Linked DNA regions of Rattus norvegicus: region 2 is linked to region 1. A link is a contact called in public Hi-C data. All regions are on one chromosome and are shown on one strand. The core of a region is the stretch at or near the end of the contact, and the rest is flanking DNA. Distances in the headings are between cores, read along the strand shown. Region 1 has its middle 75 kb from the start of Etv6. Region 2 holds the start of Etv6 (ETS variant transcription factor 6).

Evidence for each region. A called contact is a pair of places that touch in the nucleus more often than the background predicts.
Region 2: a contact with region 1 is called in a Hi-C map of Schwann cells, with 8 times the contacts expected there. The contact joins the promoter of Etv6 here to the enhancer-like site in region 1. A contact is called at or near these places in 4 of 12 Hi-C or Micro-C datasets (the A7r5 cell line, Schwann cells, liver and 1 more) and 1 of 1 datasets of contacts at active chromatin or transcription factors (oligodendrocytes).

What each region holds. Positions count from the first base shown.
Region 1 is chr4:168,502,465-168,507,670 of GRCr8, forward strand. No RefSeq gene overlaps it. Among named protein-coding and RNA genes, the nearest start is that of Etv6, 75 kb to the right of the region's middle. Within about 2 kb of position 3,152, at least 12 of the 93 cell types and tissues checked have an H3K27ac peak or open chromatin away from gene starts, as enhancers often do. A contact at or near this core is called in the A7r5 cell line and Schwann cells, where this site is marked.
Region 2 is chr4:168,577,243-168,582,448 of GRCr8, forward strand. Etv6 (ETS variant transcription factor 6) reads left to right here and starts at 3,163. Exons shown (of 8, transcript NM_001037353.1): 1 at 3,163-3,209. The coding sequence starts at 3,177.

The DNA.
Region 1 (5,206 bases), core at 1,902-4,401:
TGGGCCACCACCCAAGGTCATGTTGATATCTGAGGACTGTGCAGAACTGGACCCAGCCCTTGCCTGGGCATTATGGGAAAGCTGGCCCTGAGGGCTTGAAGCAGGAGAGCTGACCCCACCCTTTGCCACCTGTAGTACTCAGGAGAGCACAGGGACATTGCTAGGAAGCACAGAAGAGCTGGCCTAGGTTGCAGGAGTCATGGGTGAGCCAACCAGAGGGTGTGTGCATGGGAGAGCTGGTCCAGTGCTCTGCCTACTGCAGCACCCCAGAGAGCAGGACCTGCCCCTAGCCTAGGCAGCATAGTAAAACTGGTCCTGATGGTGTGGGTGTGTTGAACTGGCCCCAAGGGTATGAGAGTAGGAAAGCTGTTTCTACCCCTTGCTGACTGCAGAATTGGATGAGCTAGCCAGAACAGTGCTGGATGACTCCGTGTGACGTAGCGTGGGAAAGCCTCCTAGGCTCAGATCCAGGGCTTTGAACTGGCCCACCCCAACCTCTACCCCCTTGATGAACTGCTGGACCATGTGAAGGGAACAGTCCTAGAGATCCAAAATTACAGGACCTCCAGGACACAGAACAACAGCAGGGATATGCAAGAGAAGTCCCTGTGAGGTTCCAATACTGATGGCGTAACAGAAGCCAGAGGTCTTGAACCAGACTAATGAGGGGCAGTTATCTGCTGTGTGTGCTAAGAATCAAACTGAGGTACACTGAAAGAATAGCAAACGTTCTTACCAATTGAGCCATCTCTCTAGCCCCCTCCCAATTTCTTACCGTCTGAAATGCTAGGCTTTCTCAGTCCCATGCTTTAGTATGTCTTCTGTCCCTAAGAACGCAAGACCCCATAACATCACACAAGATACATTACTCTATGAGTTGGAGCCCTCGTGGAAGTATGTTGAATTTTACCAGGTTCCGCACGGACTTGTTCTATGAGATGTTACATCCTGAGAATGCCATAAAGAAGAGGGGCATGGCTAGCCAGACTGGGTTACAGCCCAGAGGACTCCAAGTATATGATCCCGGCTGTGAGGACCATCATCAACAGAGTAACAAGAACGAGACTAGAAAGAAGAATTGGGGTCCAAGAGATGACCAGAGTGACAAGGGAGCTGAGTGGGTTGGTGGACTCGTTGATCAAACTGAAAGAAGAAAAAGAACCAAGAAACAGAGGGTCAAAGAGGGAACCCAGCTGCTGACTTAATACTGTGCCTTCTGCCCTTCTCACAGTTGAGCACAGACTGAGCAAAGGATATGCCCTTAGTTTTCAGAGTCAAGAAGGCTAGGCCTGGAGTTCCTGAGGATGAGGTTTTCGGGGAACACTAGACAATTATTTTATGTATAATTATATTATGTGCATAAGTGTTCATCTGTGTGTGTGTGTGTGTGTGTGTGTGTGTGTGTGTGTGTGTGTGTGTGTGTGTGTGTCCGATGCCTGCAGAGGAAGGAAGATGGTACCACATACTCTGCAAGTGAAGTTACAAGTAGTTGTGAGCCAGCGTGTAGGTGCTGAGACTCAAACCCAGGTCCACTGCAAGAGCAACAAGTGCTCTCCACCATGGAGCCACCTCTCCCGATAGATAGATAGATAGATAGATAGATAGATAGATAGATAGATAGATAGATAGATAGATAGATAGATAGGTCGGTGGGTGGGTGGGTGGGTGGGTGGGTGGGTGGGTGGATGGATGGATAGACAGGTAGACAGATAGACAGACAGACAAATAGATAGGATAGATGGATGGATGGATGGATAGATGGATGGATGGATGGATGGATGGATGGATGGATGGATGGATGGATGGATGGATGGATGGATGGATGGATGGATGGATGGATGGATGGATGGACAGGTAGATAGACAGACAGACAGACAGACAGACAGACAGACAAATAGATAGGATAGATGGGTGGGTGGGTGGATGGATGGATGGATGGATGGACAGAAGGATAGACAGATGGACAGATAGACATAATAGATGGATACATACACACATGCATACATACATACACATATACACATACATACATACATACATACATACATACATACATACCTATTTTTTCTTTGATTGTAATGAATAGGAATATCTCTACTAAAATCATTTGTTTGGGAGCTGGAACAGTGCTTAGCAGTTAAGACTGCACGCTGCTCCTGCAGACAACTGAATTCCATTTCCTGCACTCAAGTCAGGTTCTTGAGTCTCCATCTCCAGGAGATATGACAGCCTCCTCTGGCCCTCATGAGTGTCTTCACTAACATGTACATACCCACAGAGACACACAGACATGTGTAATATTTTCAAACAGAATAAGTCTTTTAAGTTGCCTTTTGAGCTGCAGTTTCCTAAGAGATGGTCCTGCTGTATAACCCAGGCTGGCCTCAAACTTGCAATCCACCCGCTTCAACCACTTTAGTGCTTGCGCTCGCCCAACAAGAGATTGGAAATATCTCTAGAAGGGTGTTTACTCTCCCATCAATTAGTTTTGTCTCCTTAAATCCAAAACGACTTTTGATGTGACAGTGCTCAGTGGGAGACAGTTCTCTCCAAAGTTATATATACCAGCGTATGTTTATATCCAACCAAGTAGTATATATTTGGTTTTTCTTTTCTACATAAAACATTGACAATGACTGGGGAGCTCTTGGCTTGAAGGGGGAGAAAATGAGGCCTGCACTGAGTCAGCAGTGGACTTCAGGTGACTGGTCCATCTCCTCCTGTGACTAAACCATCCTGGGGTGTATTTGACCTACTTGGAGACTTGATGATGCAGAGCAAATGAACCATCTAATGCCTAATTCCGTGTGTCCCAGCTCCCATGCAGCCTTTTAAAGCACCCCAATTGATCATGAGAGGGTCTTAACTCCTCCCCACCTCCATGACACTGTTGCCTTTCAGAAGTAAGAGAGGGTTCATAATTGGTTGGGAGTGCCTGCTGCAAAGGAACTCTGACTCTCTCCTGTCTGCATTAGGCAATCCAGGCACAAACCTCCACTGTCCTGGCAAGAAATTCTAACTCCCACCAGAATGGAGAGAAGCCAAAGAAAGTCAAAACTTTCTTCAAACAGAAGCTCATTAGGAAAACGCTATGGGAGGGAGAGGAATGGAGTGACTGCCCTGGCCAAAAGGGCAGTGACTCAGTGTGAAACAACTGCTCCTGCTAGAAGAGTTGGGTTAGAGCCCCAGGGACTTGGGTGGAGATGAAGAGAGCTGTACTTAGGAGAACACAGGGACACATGTACCGAAACACTACACTGTGCCCTATGAAGATAATGTGGTTATTATGTGCGATTATCAGGAATTAATTTAAAAATCGTTAAATGTTTAAGATGCGAACGTTAGCAACTCTGATCTGGCCATTCTGCCTTATATACAGAAACATGAACAATTAAAATAAGAACAAGTCTGTAATCTAAAATTCACATGTGAAAACGAAAGAGAAAAAAAAAATTCGTGGTCCAGCAAGCAAAAATAGAACTCCTTCCAACTTCCCCTTAGAAACTCTCGGTCTCTGAAAAGCATGGCAAAGAAAATGGCCAGTAGGTGGCAGCAGGAGATAACGGAACCAAAGGCATACGCCACTCTCACCGTTGTGGGTGGGATTTCATTTAGTCAGTAAGGAATGCTAGTGGAAGGAAGGTCATCCAGTTGGTTTGTGTATTTCCAGCCTCTTGAGCAGGGCCTGACACATGGTGGATATATTTGCTGATTGATTGAATGAATCAATGAACGGAGAACTAACTCATCTAAGCTAAAATACATCATCATTTGAAACGATGACGTTCTTTTTGTATCCTATCAGTAAATGGCCATTTTATTTAGTTTTTGGTCGAAAATGCTAGATTATTTATGTGTTCATACAAGTATATATTGTATGTGAGCATACCCCCATGCCTCCCATCCTCTTTTCCTAACCCTTCTTCCCTTTGTTAGTGCCCCTTGCTCCCTGTGCAGTTTCACTTACATATCATACACATGTGATTTTTATTTTTAAACAGTGTCTCACATTGTAGCCCTGGCTGTCCTGGAACTCACAATATAGACCAGGCTGGCCTTGAACTCACAGAGATCTGTCTCCCTCTGCCTCTCAAGTGTTGGGATTAAAGTTATGCACCACCACATCCAAATAAATGATGTTTTATCCATGGGGCTATACAAAATCTAGGAAGTACAAGTGAGAAGATGTGATATTTGTTTTTCTGGAATTGATCTAATTTACTCCGCGTAGTCATCTCTCCTTGCATCCATTTTGTTCTAAACAACATAACTTCATTCCTTTCCATGGTTGAAAAAAACAAAACAAAACAAAAACAAAAAAACTCCACTTTAGTGACGAGAAAGATAGCTCAGAAGTTAAGAACATTTGTCACTCGTCCAGAGACTCTAGGTTCCATTTCCAATACCCACTACAGCTCCAGGGACCCGATATTTTCATGTGGTCTTAGGTTAAAGGCACCCACACGCATATGTGCACACATCTGTGCAGGCACTAACAAGCAAATATATATTTCTTATATAAATTATATGCATAATTATTTATAAATATATATCCTATTTCTTTATCCATTCTTCTGTTGATGCATCCTAGATTGGTTCTGGAACTCAGCTACTGTGAGCAGTGCTTCAATAAGCATTTGTGGGCAGGTGATTCTGTGATGTATTGACATGGAGTTCTTCAGGTGAATATCAGGAGTGAGTGGTGTAGCTGGGTCATACCAAGTCTAATTTTAGTTTTTTGAGAAACTGCCGTACTGACTTCCACAGTGACAAGGCTAATTACAATTTCACCAGCAGTGTCTAGATGCATCCTTTACAGAGCTGAGATTAATAATACCAGAACCAAACACATACAACAAAAGAAAATCATAGACTAACCTCCCTAATGAACATAAATAGATTTTGTTTTAATAAAATACTTGCAAGCCAAATTGGAGCTGGCCTCAAGAAGATCATTCACCATGATCAAGTTGGCTTTAGTCCAAAACAGCAGAGGTTGATCTAGTATGCATTCCCACCAGCAGGGTGTGAGGGCTTTCTCTTCTCAACATCCTCGCCAGCACTTGTTGTTATTAATTTTCTTAAATGACTACCATTCTGATGGGAGTAAGATAAACTCTTAATTTAGCTTTGAACTTGATTTGTTTGTTTTGTTTTGTAGTACTACTGAGAACTGAATTTAGGGCCTTAGACACTGGGCAAGTGC
Region 2 (5,206 bases), core at 1,913-4,412, 75 kb after region 1:
TTCCTTACAGAATTCCATTCCTTTCCTTAACAACTCATAACTAAAAGTACTCTTCAAAGTACGAGGACTTTCCTGCCCTCTTACTATATAGATATTTAAACAAAGTCCTCAATTTTGCCCTTTTGGCCCATAAAGCTTAAAGTATTTACCAAAAGGCCTTTTTGCAGAGCCCGCCAACTGTGGGGTAAATTCGGCTCTTGGCTGTAGCTGCCACTGTGTACTTCGCTTTGGAACCACAGACATTGTACTCCAAACTGCCACCTCTATGAATCACCAGGAGAAGGTCAAGACATGTCGGGAATGGGAGCTGGAAGTTAATTCAGTTGTGAGCTTAAGCAATCACCATGGCTAACACAAATTAGCACCTAAAATACGAAGATGTTTTGCTAAAGAATCTCTCTGTAGAGAGGCCCCCCATACCCACAGCTGACTTTCCCCAGTTCTAGCAACCCACAGTCAGCCGTGGACGTTTTCGGATAGAGGAGTATGTTTTATAAGCTCTCATTACAGTGCAATTGTTCTGGTTGATCACTAATTATGGTTAGCCCCTTACTGTGCCCAATTTATAAATGAAACTTTATTATATCTATGCATGTATAAGCCTCTATATATGAATATATATGGATATGTGGATATGGATATGGATATGTATGTGTGTGTGTGTGTGTGTGTGTGTGGTGTCTGCCTTCAAGTACACACCAGGCCTCTTGGTATATATCCTCCACAGATAAAGGAAAGACCATTGTAAGCAACCTCACACTTATGAAAACCTTGTAACTTAGTTGCCCCGTTCCCATGCATAGGTGCTGAGACGTCATGGGAGACCCTACAGTTAGATAAGGGATGGAAAGGTGCATAAGACTCAACGCAGCAAAAGCCCACAAGATCCAGTGTCTGCAAACATCAGTTAAGAGAAGCAAAGAAAAACAGAAATTGCTTAGCTGGGGATGGAGCTCAGTAGTAGAGCACTAGACTAGAACAGATGAGGCCTAGGTTCAATCTCCGGGGCTGTAAACAAAATAACAAATGGACGTTCAAGCACCGCCTCCCGCTCAAAAGGGCAAATGCGTAGTGGCCCAGGCTCAAGGCTTCAAGGCCAACCTGCACTACAAATTCAAGAAAATCTCAAAACCGATTGGCTGGGTGTGGTAGTGCACACCTTTAATCCCAGCACTGGGAGGCAGATGGCAGATGGATCTGGCTTCAAGGCTGGTCTCATCTACACTGTGAGACCCTGTCTCAGAACAAAACCACCCAAACCCAACGAAAATTCCTAGTGAGGAGCAACAGTAAAAAGCTACAACCGCGCGGGAGTAAAGGTAGGTGCATGCGAGGTTGGGAACGAGGGTGTAAAAGACTTAAGTTTTTTTGGTGAGCATGACTACTAGATGAAAAAACTGGGGGTGGTACCTGGAGGTTCCCTCCAAAAACATTACTGTATCAGCAACAGGGTGCGTTCCCATCCGACTCTTGGCAAATTTTATTTAGGGTGTTCTGATGAACAGAAGTATTGTTTGTGAAAGTCTGAGCACGTTTTTATGATGCTGAAAAGTGTGCAGAAAAAGGAAAATCAGAGGCAGACTGGCTTACTAGTTCCAGGCCAGACTGAGACAGTTCCAGGCCAGTCAGGGTTACATTGGGAGATTTTACTTCAAAATAATACTGCTCCTGCCTGCCTCCTCCCTAAGAAACTAGTGGGAATACAGAGGTGAATCTGGGAAATCCTCAGCAAGGAACATGAATATAATCCATTTATACACACATTTATGTTTATTTTACCGTCAAAAGACAAAATGGAAGTGCATTAAGCTTTTCGTTATATATCTACACATTAAACCCTATATAAACTAGCGGGTTAGAATTTAAACACCATCTTCTGCGGTGGGCATTTTAAGAGATTATAAATAGCAATAAAAATAGAGTGATCGGAACGCTGGTGCTCAAGGCTAGCGCCTCTGGATTCTGGCAGTCCCTCCTCTGCAGGACCCCGGGTTGTCACCTCCACCAATGACCGAGCCGGAGCAGCGGCCCAGGGGAGGGCTAAGATCTGCTGGAACGCGCCCTGTCAACTTTGTAGTCCAGTCACCTACGTCGGTTGGTAGCGGCCGCTGTGGCTTTAAATGGCCGGGGGATTTCGAATCGGGGAAGGCGGGAGGTCAGGCCGTGGGGCGCCCCCGTCTCGGGGAGCCCCCGCTCGCCGCGTCCCTGAGCCGGAGCGCGGCCGCGCGGCTTTGTCTCCAGCGTCGCGCCCTGCACTTCCCCGTGCGCAGCCTGTAACCCGAGCTCCCATTTCCTGGTGGATTCTCTTAAAGCGGCCGCGGTCGCCGCGCAGAACAAAGGCCATTGTCTCGCTTCCTCCTGCGGCGCCGCGTCCTTCCCGGAAAGCCCCTTCCTAGACCGCCGTCCCCGGGCTGCAACTGCTCCTCGGGGAGCGCACAGAAAAGCCCCTACTGTGCTTGGCCCAGGTCCTCGGGAGGCGCAGCCAGGGATGGCGGGAGAGAGATAAACCAGGCTTGCTGGTCCCGGGGCCACGCTGCAAGGTTCCCCAAAGGCGTCCTTCGCCTCGGGGCGGGCCACTGGGCATCCCGAGCCCCTCCCCCGCACGCCTTTTGATTTCTCCGCGGCCCGCGGTAACCCGAGCTTTTATTTCCTGGTGGCTCCTTTAAGAGGCAGAGCCGGGTGCTGGGAATTCACGTCAGTTTCTGCCCTGAAACTCTCAAGATCAATGAGCAGAGAGCTTTCTCAGTTCTGCCTTTCAGTTTCTCTCTTCCAGGAAGGAAAACATTCGAGAGAGAGAGAGAGAGAAATAGAGAGAGAGAAGGAGGGAGGGAGGGAGCGAGCGAGCTAGCGAGCGAGCGCCGCGGGAGGGCGGACGGGGGCGGGCGCGCCGGCCGCGGGTGGGAGGAGACACGCGAGGCCGGCCGGCTGCGCCCGGGTCGCCGCGCCGCGACCCGCACACCCCACGCCGTGCTCGCCGGCTCCCACGCCCCCGCACCTCGCGCCCGATCCGCGCGTTCCGAAGACCCCCCTCCCCCTCGGGCGGCCGCCGCCGGCGATGCTGCAAGAAACTTCTTAAATGACCGCGTCCCGCTGCCCCGCCGAGCGTTTCTGGGTTGGGGAGAGGAAAGGAAAGTGGAAAAAAACTGAGAACTTCCTGATCCCTTTCGCTGTGAGACATGTCTGAGACTCCTGCTCAGTGTAGCATTAAGGTAACGATCGGATTCTCTTCCTTCCCCCTTGGGCGATCGGAACCCCCTTGCCCCGGGGCTGCTGGTGCAGTTGCTAGGCTCGCGGGGGAAATTATTTGGGGCGCGAGGGAAAGAAGATGCAGCTCGCGGCAGCGGCTGTACCCTTTAGTGTAACCTTGCTACACCCCTCTCCCGCCGAGCTCCTCCTGGGTTCCTGGGCCCCCCACCCCACTCCCTTGCTTTTTTGACAATGTAATGCGGCTCTCAGTTGGTAGGAGGAACCCGGCTTGTCTTCAGATCTGTAGAGCACCTCCGTAATTAGTGCGCTTAAAAATAAGAACGGAGAAAGAAAAACCCCTTCTCCTTATTCCTACGCCTACCAGGAGATTGAATTGTAACTTTTGTTCCCGAGGGGTGGTCTCCCTAGGGAAAAAGTTCTAGGGGCCCCCGCTTGGAATGGTGTTTCTCTCCTCTCTCCTCTCTCCTCTCCCCCTCCCCCCCCAATCACAAGAATTTTATTTTACCCTCTTTTCTGATTGTGATTGCAAGTGCTAAGACAATCTTGGTGTCAGCTTTTCCTGGGCATTGCACAATGAAAAAAAAATTAAACCAAGGTGAATAAAGTTGCTGAATCGTTGTTTTACTCTAGTGCATATGAAAGTTGAGCAATCTGAAAGTAGAAAACTCCTGTGATGCAGGGTGGAAAAGAAGCGGCTAGGCAAAATGACCTTCTCTGACAGTCCGAGCTGGTGTTGAAAAGCTGCCATCTCTGGGCTCCCTGGCCTGTTCAGGAGGGATATTTGCAAAGCCTTCGCCTTCCAGGTAGTCCCGTATGGCATGCATGCACACACGGTCTATCTACATAGGCTTTAGTGCTGTAGTTCATTGCTTTTAAAAAGTTGTTGTGAAGTTTGCCACCATTGGGAGGCAGAATGATTTGTCTGTCTCCCCAGTTTTTTTTTTCCCCGTGCTGCATTTATTTCAAGGTTCTGTCAGTTACCAGGAGGCAAGTTTTCTGCTCTCTGTGCAAGGCTGAAGTTTCTCAAGTTTTCTGAGGGTTTGGCCTATGTGTCTCTTGCCTGGATGTTGCGGAAACAATGGGCAACTAGCCTGTTTTCTCTGCTCTGGGAAGGTAACAGCGTTTCATCCAGGATCTATGGGAGGGAAAGGTATTTTGTCACCGGCTTGCTAGTTTTTCATCATTAGAATCAGACCTTAGTGTTTCTTATCAGGAATGATGGTCATGGGTTTGAAGTAAGGAGGGTGGGGACCTAGAAGGTGCATTGGTGTCTGTTTTGTGCCTTGCAGAAGAGCAGAGGAACTTTTTGGCCTTTTGTGTTTGTGAGTATCTGGGGTAGGCTTTGGAGCCGTGAGTGCCTCAGTAAAGAATTTAGGATGCCGAGATACTTTTTCCTTTGCACTGGAAATTAGATTCTTCATCGAGTTCAGGAAAAAAAAATGTCGTCGTATAGATAATCTAATTTACTTCACACTTCATAACAAAAACAGAGGTAACTAAATAATAGGGTATTAGGTCAGTAAATTGTGTTTGGCTCGATGGCAGTAAACCTGACAGCAGAAAAATCTGGACCAGCTGCAGCCCAGCAGCTTCTGATTGCAAACAGCACGCTGTGGTCTATCCTGTGACTCCTCCAACCTCTTCTAAACTGAGGGAGGGGGGCATGGCTGCAGTTCTGATATGCTCTTGCTGGAAGCAGAGTGCCTCTGTTGAACGAACGGACGACCGGACGGCCTGTGTCGCTGCGCCCCAGTGGAGAGAAGACCTAAAACATGTTACGAAGCCAAACCCCACCAGAACACATCCTCATGTGTGACAGGGAAGTGGTATGCAATGTGCGACCTCATTCTTTTCCTTATTATCTTAGGTTGTTTTGTTTTGTCTTGTTTGGGTTTTTTGTTTTTTTTTTTTTTTTGTTTGTTTGTTTTTAAACTTTGGTCCTGGGAATGGAGCACAGAACCAACCGTGTATTACATGGGCTAGCTGAACCCTGCTCTTT